Regions from separate parts of the Sus scrofa genome. Here region 1 is linked to region 2. Evidence: chromatin contacts called from public HiChIP or PLAC-seq data. All regions are on one chromosome and are shown on one strand. The core of a region is the stretch at or near the end of the contact, and the rest is flanking DNA. Distances in the headings are between cores, read along the strand shown.

Evidence for each region. HiChIP or PLAC-seq counts read pairs in DNA pulled down with a chosen protein or histone mark.
Region 1: an H3K27ac HiChIP or PLAC-seq map of alveolar macrophages shows a contact between it and region 2. The contact joins two enhancer-like sites. A contact is called at or near these places in 1 of 47 Hi-C or Micro-C datasets (mesenteric adipose tissue) and 1 of 2 datasets of contacts at active chromatin or transcription factors (alveolar macrophages).

Annotation. Positions count from the first base shown.
Region 1 is chr1:254,487,116-254,489,945 of Sscrofa11.1, reverse strand. All of the region lies in intron 1 of ZNF618 (zinc finger protein 618), which reads right to left. Among named protein-coding and RNA genes, the nearest start is that of ZNF618, 11 kb to the right of the region's middle. Within about 2 kb of position 1,450, at least 24 of the 83 cell types and tissues checked have an H3K27ac peak or open chromatin away from gene starts, as enhancers often do. A contact at or near this core is called in alveolar macrophages, where this site is marked.
Region 2 is chr1:254,189,126-254,192,144 of Sscrofa11.1, reverse strand. The region is part of intron 17 of RGS3 (regulator of G-protein signaling 3); the gene reads right to left. Among named protein-coding and RNA genes, the nearest start is that of MIR378B, 55 kb to the right of the region's middle. Within about 2 kb of position 1,449, at least 21 of the 83 cell types and tissues checked have an H3K27ac peak or open chromatin away from gene starts, as enhancers often do. A contact at or near this core is called in alveolar macrophages, where this site is marked.

The DNA of each region.
Region 1 (2,830 bases), core at 201-2,700, 300 kb before region 2:
CCACAACTGTGCAATGATTATAGTTCAAGGCAGACAAATTCTACTTTGTAAAAAAATCAAGTGAGATAAATAGGAATGCTAAACTCGAGCCTTCTGATGGAAAAAAGTTCCTGATGAAAGAACAAAAATGTGTAAGGTTGAATTTCCAACACACCGCTTAAAATCCTTTCAAAACACTAAGCAGGAGAACCAGGCTGGAAAGTCAGACCCGGATACAAGCTTAACTTTGCAGCTCTCCCTAAGGTTAGTCACCCTCCTCCAGGTCTCTATGCCAGGGCAGCTGGCTAACCTCCCCACCTGCCGGCTCTGTCCACTATGGCTAGATGTCCTCTGGGTTTTCTAGAAGGCATGCCTCCCAAATCATTACAAGGAGTAGACACGACTTACAAGAGAATGGCTTCCAGCCCTCTGGGACCCCAGACCCATAGCCCTTAATGTGACCTGGGTTTCTACGCCCGAACCAGCTCTGAACTGTACTCTGATTCAAAAGGACCCTAGTTAAAGACTGAGCAGACTGAAATTGTTTTCAGCAAGCAGAGTAATTGTCAGGGGTAATCTTTTCGATTTGTTTTTGTTCATCTTGTTAGGTCTGCTTTCTTCCAGAGTGTTTAACTCGTGTTTAGGACAATGGATAAGCAAAGTGGGTAATTTTTTCCCCCGAATTACTAATATGTCTTTCTCTCTGTCTGTCCGTCCCCCTCTCAAGTTCCCATTAAGCCTCCATTTAACCATTTAGTTATGCTGATGCCTACATTGCAACATCATCCTTCCTGCTCGATCCCAAACTCTGAGCCTTGTGGTCTGTCCAGTGACCAGATGAAGCTGCCCTGTGACCCTGAGCCAGCTACTCCGCTCTCTGGAGCATGCAGGTGGCCTTAAATCAGCACTGTCCAATGGAAATATCATGGGCCACATGGGCAATATCAGATTTTCTAGGAGCCACACTGTCAAAAAGTGAAAGTTAAAAAACACACAAAATTATTTTTCACAATCCATCTCCTTTAACTCAATATATAAAATGCCATCAATATATCAATATATTTGTATATATAACTCAATATATAAAATGCTATCATGTCAACCTGTATTTTAAAAAAGGACTGTGATCGTCTATACTTTTACCTAGTAAGTCTTTAAGATCCAGACCTAGAGAAGAGAAAATTATAGTTCCATCAATTAATTAATTAATTTAACTTAACAAAACCCAGTGTGAATTTTACACTCACAGTGCATCTCAATTCAGGCCACGCATTTTAACTGCTCAACAGCCACATGTGGCTGGTGGTTATCAACACATACGGGATGGCACCGACTTGGATAATCCCCATGAACCTTTTTAGCACTAGAGCCCTCTGATCCAAAAAGACCAGCTTCACCACACATTCCACCACCTCAGCTAGCAGCACCCCAGGGAAGCCTGCCTTCCCTGGGGCCTCATTTCAGGCCAGTTTCAGTTTTATTTCAGATCAGTTTCACTTTCTGCCTTTCCAGCATACATTAGAAGAAACACCCACAGAAATGCACTTAAGTTTTTATAGGTATTTTTTTCCCAGCTGATGAAATTAAAACCAAAAAAAAAAAAAAAAAAATCTCCAGCCTCCAAAACCATCTTCCTCCATTCTCTCTGGGTATTCCAAGGGCCCTGGCTATGTCCACATGTCAGGTAAAACTCTGAGCCCCAAATACAAGATCTACGTTCTCCCCCAAATTTCTCCCCATAAAAATTCCCATCCTCAATTCTCTACAAGAATGTTGGGGCTGGTGGGAATTCATCCAGGCAGAGGCTCAAAGCTGAGAGGCCGAACGGCTAGCCCCTCGGGCGTGCTGTCTTGGACAATAACACAGCCAGAAAGGGAGCCAAAACAGCTTCTGACTTTGAACATTACCAGCAAACCGCAAGCCAGGGGGCTTGCCAAGGGACACTCGGACCTCCTCCGCTTGGCAGCAGTCATTTCCACCCATGGGGGAGATGGCAGATTTCCTTTCTCCCTGGGTCCCTCCTTGGACCTGGCGATCCCACCACGGGCACAGAACTGGCTTCCCTAGAATGCCAAGTGTCCCTGTGTTTTCCAGAGCAGACCGAGGAAGCGGCACATCACCTGACTCCATTTTTTTTCTCTTTAGCTTATATGTGAAGCCTCCTTCTGCTTCGTCAGCCGAAATATTTTTATCATTTTTCTGTCGACTCAATACCACCCTCACCTCAGCCTCCCTCCTTTCCTTTTTCAGCAAAGAAAGGAGTTGTCGCCAACATGTTTCTCCAGTGGCTTCCCTGTTTAGGAAGCACTGCTGAGTCCACTAGCTCGTGGGATGCTTGCGGAAAGCCCATCAGAGGTAGCAGAATGGGCTGTTCTCCCACTCAGGGGATCAACAAACAGAGGCTGCCCCGGGGGTAGCAGGCAGTGTCCAGACCCAGGGGCCTTCCAGGGCCAGCAGGTCACATACAGCATTGAAATGAGAGGAGGGTAGGAACTGACTCAAACAGAACACATACAATGCAAAAGCCTAAAAGTTCTCAACGTCTTAAACCTTAGGCTAGCAAATCAAATAAAAAACAAGGGACCAATTCAACCTGTGGACTTCCACCTGTGACTCTGGGTTTATACAATTCCCCCAACAGGACACCAAGAATCAGTGACTGGTGCTGGTTATAAAAATTAACATGCATAAAACAAAAACAAAAATAATCCATCTGTAGGGCTTCAGAGTTTTAAAGGTATATTTTTCTCAAATATGCTATCTCATGTCATTCCTGTGAAGGACTATTTCCATCCCAGGTCCCAGATGTAGAAATGAAGATTCCGAGGGACTGAGGAACTAGCCTGTGGTC
Region 2 (3,019 bases), core at 200-2,699:
ACCAGGGCTCCAAGAAAGTCAGGGGTGTCCCAGGCCGGGGCTAGGCTAGGCCACTCATCGTAGTCAAGGACTTGAAATGCTGGACCTGGAACTACGCAGAGCCCAGATGCCACGAAGAGGCCATAACACCCAGAACAATGAAGAGAAAGATGCCACACGTTCCTGGGAACTGCACAGATCCAAGGGGACAAACGCACACGGGCAGAGAACTTCAGGGGTGAGTCCTTCAGAGCATAGGTTAAGAGCTCTTATGGTAAAAACCGCTCATGTCCATGTGACAGATGAGGAAGCTGAGCCCACCGCTATCCACTACTGCACAGCTGCCAGAAACTGAAAGGCTACGCCTGCAGCTGGGAACTTATGTAAGCCCTTGGCCAGCCGGGCCTCACATCTGGGAATAAACAGCCCAGCCAAAGCTCAAGGCAGCTGCAGGGTGCCACACACATATGCTGGGGTCACCGTGGCATCTGGGAGCACCAGAGCGGATGTGAAAGGAGTGTGGGCAAAAGCCACCACCTGGAAGCAGTCAAGTGAAAGCCCTCCCTACCTCACCGCCACCCCCAGAGCAGCAGGGAGAGGTGTTGAGCCGGGAGGGGACGCCTCTGGAGAATGCCTTAGGAGGACTTGGCCAGGGTCTGGTTCCCAGGACAGCCAATGACAGGGGCCCACTTGCCCCGAGGACTTCCTGCCCTGAAATCCTGCCTGCAGCTGGATGATGACTCCACCCGGGAACCCCTCAGACTTTACTGCCTCCGACCCTAGAACGTCAGCAAGCCCAAATCCCCACTGCACAGGTGCGGAGGCTGAGGGCCAGCGAGGAGCAGGGGCCAAGCTAGAATTACATGGCAGCGCCAGACAGAGTCAGTCATGGAACCCTCTGGGCCTCAGGGTCTCCACCTACGACGTGGGATGACCAATGTGACCCAGTGACACACCAGGAGAGTGACTATAAAAAGTAAAAGCTCTGAAACGGGATAACGATGGTGGCAGTAGTCATGGTGATTACAGCTATGGTCCCAAACTCAAACAGTGGCCCATCTTCCCACACACCCCTAGAAACAAACTGTCAGCCCCTGAATGGAAGTTGGCGATTGGGATACCCGGAGCCCCAGTCCAGGAATCTCACCTGGGAACCTTAGTTTGTTCCCAAGGGATCAGAGAGACCCTCCACTGAACTGACAGGAAGACAGAGGGCCCAGCCTGGATGTGACCTAGGGACTTGCCCAAAGGTACATGTACCCGCAGGGCTGGGCTGGGGTTAGAGCCAGGCCTCTGGCTCCTTCATCCAAGCTCACTTCAGATCTCAGGCCCAGAGCAGCCCAGTCCCCTGGCCAGAAACCCCCATCTGGAAAGACAGATGAAAGAAACAGAAATGGTGCCCCCATGCCCCGGGGCCTGGCCCTGGGCCCTCAGAGGGAAGCAGCAGCATTTCCCCTTTCCTGGGGGCATGGGGGCGGAGGTACCAGCAGTGACTGTGGCCAGAGCCCGCCCACCCCTCGGGGAAAGTGCAGCAACAGACCCAAAACCAGAAATGCAAGTCAGCCTGCCTCTGCCAATCCTGCCCTAAACCAAGGCCAAACCAAACAAAGCTAGGAGGGGAAGTGCCTCTGTCCCCAGAGGGCCCCCGCCCCAGGGTACCTGAGAAACCACCCAGGACCCAGAGCTCACTGAGCGCCCAGCATTTCCTGCTCAGACACCCTGCTCCGACTTGGTTCTCATTCCAGCAGTGTCCGCTCCAAGCTGGGTGAGAAGATGGACAAGCCTCTGGCTATTCCGAGAGTCTGCTTCCTTATGTGGAACAGAGCCGGGCTATCACACCAGACTCAGAGGACTAAGCTCGTGCTCTTCACGGCCAGCCCCAGAGAGGCATTTGATAAACTGGTAGCAATTATTAGTCTCCCCTTGTCTTAGAGATAGGGAATCTGAGGTCCCAGAGCCTAAGGGAATTACCGAAGATCCAGTTTTAGAACTCATGTGTCCTGGCCAAGGGTCTCTCCCCACCACTCGGGTCCTTGGGGTCTAGACGGAGGGGGAGCAGGCTATGAGCCCTGCCACCAGAGGCCCTGCACCTGGGCCCGACCCACATGAGACCAGAGCTCACTGGTTCCCTCCCCAGCCCCTGGATGGGCTTGTGTGTGCCTCTGAGTAGGTCTGGCCAGGCCTGTGTTCCTAGGAAAGCAGGGGTGCCAGTACCTCAAGGGAAGGGAGCCTCTGAAACAGGAAATCTCAGAAACCTGGGACACAGGGTGGCGAGTGAGAGAATTAGGACAGGAGATAAAGAGGAGAGCCAGGTTACAGAAGGGACGCCAATGCCGGGCCGTGGGACCGTCCTGTGAGCGACAGAATGACCCATGCAGAGCCCTAGGTATGACTGCTCTGGGCAGGCCGTAGGGCAGGCGGAGGGCTGGGACTGGCTTCATACATGCCCTCATTCATTCTCCAGGCACTGAGTTAGACCCTGGGATAGGGGTGGGGACAGCAGAGACCAAGTCAGACACAATCCCTGCCCTCAGCTGAGCAGAAAAACAGAGGCTGAACAACTGGCCTTAGTGAACGTGGTGAGTGGTCTGATGGAGGAAGTGCAGGCAGCCTCGGACACCCAAAAAGGCAGTTGTTACAACAGGTGAGGGTGAGAAGCACCCAGCCAAGGCACCCCAGGGACCAGCCTGCTCACCCAGGGCCCTGGGTCCAGAGCGCTCGCCGCGGCTCTTCCCCTTCCACGGGGAGCGTGTCTCTCCCATCCGCCACTTCCTTGGCGTGGCTGGACCAGGGTTAATTCTGTGCGTGTTTCGCCTGCTAGAAGCACACAGGAAATGAACCAGGCCCTCTAAATGGAGCTGTTGTTTAGGATCTAATCAAATCCGCTTCCCAATCCAATGCAGGGCTCGGAACAGGCTGGGAAAGGGTGCCAGGTATGACACGCAGAGGCCTGCTCACCCCAGCTATGTCCCCTAGGCTCTAGACCCCTGCCTGCTATGGAGGTTGGGGGTGGCAGCAGGCGCTGGAAGTGACTTGCCCA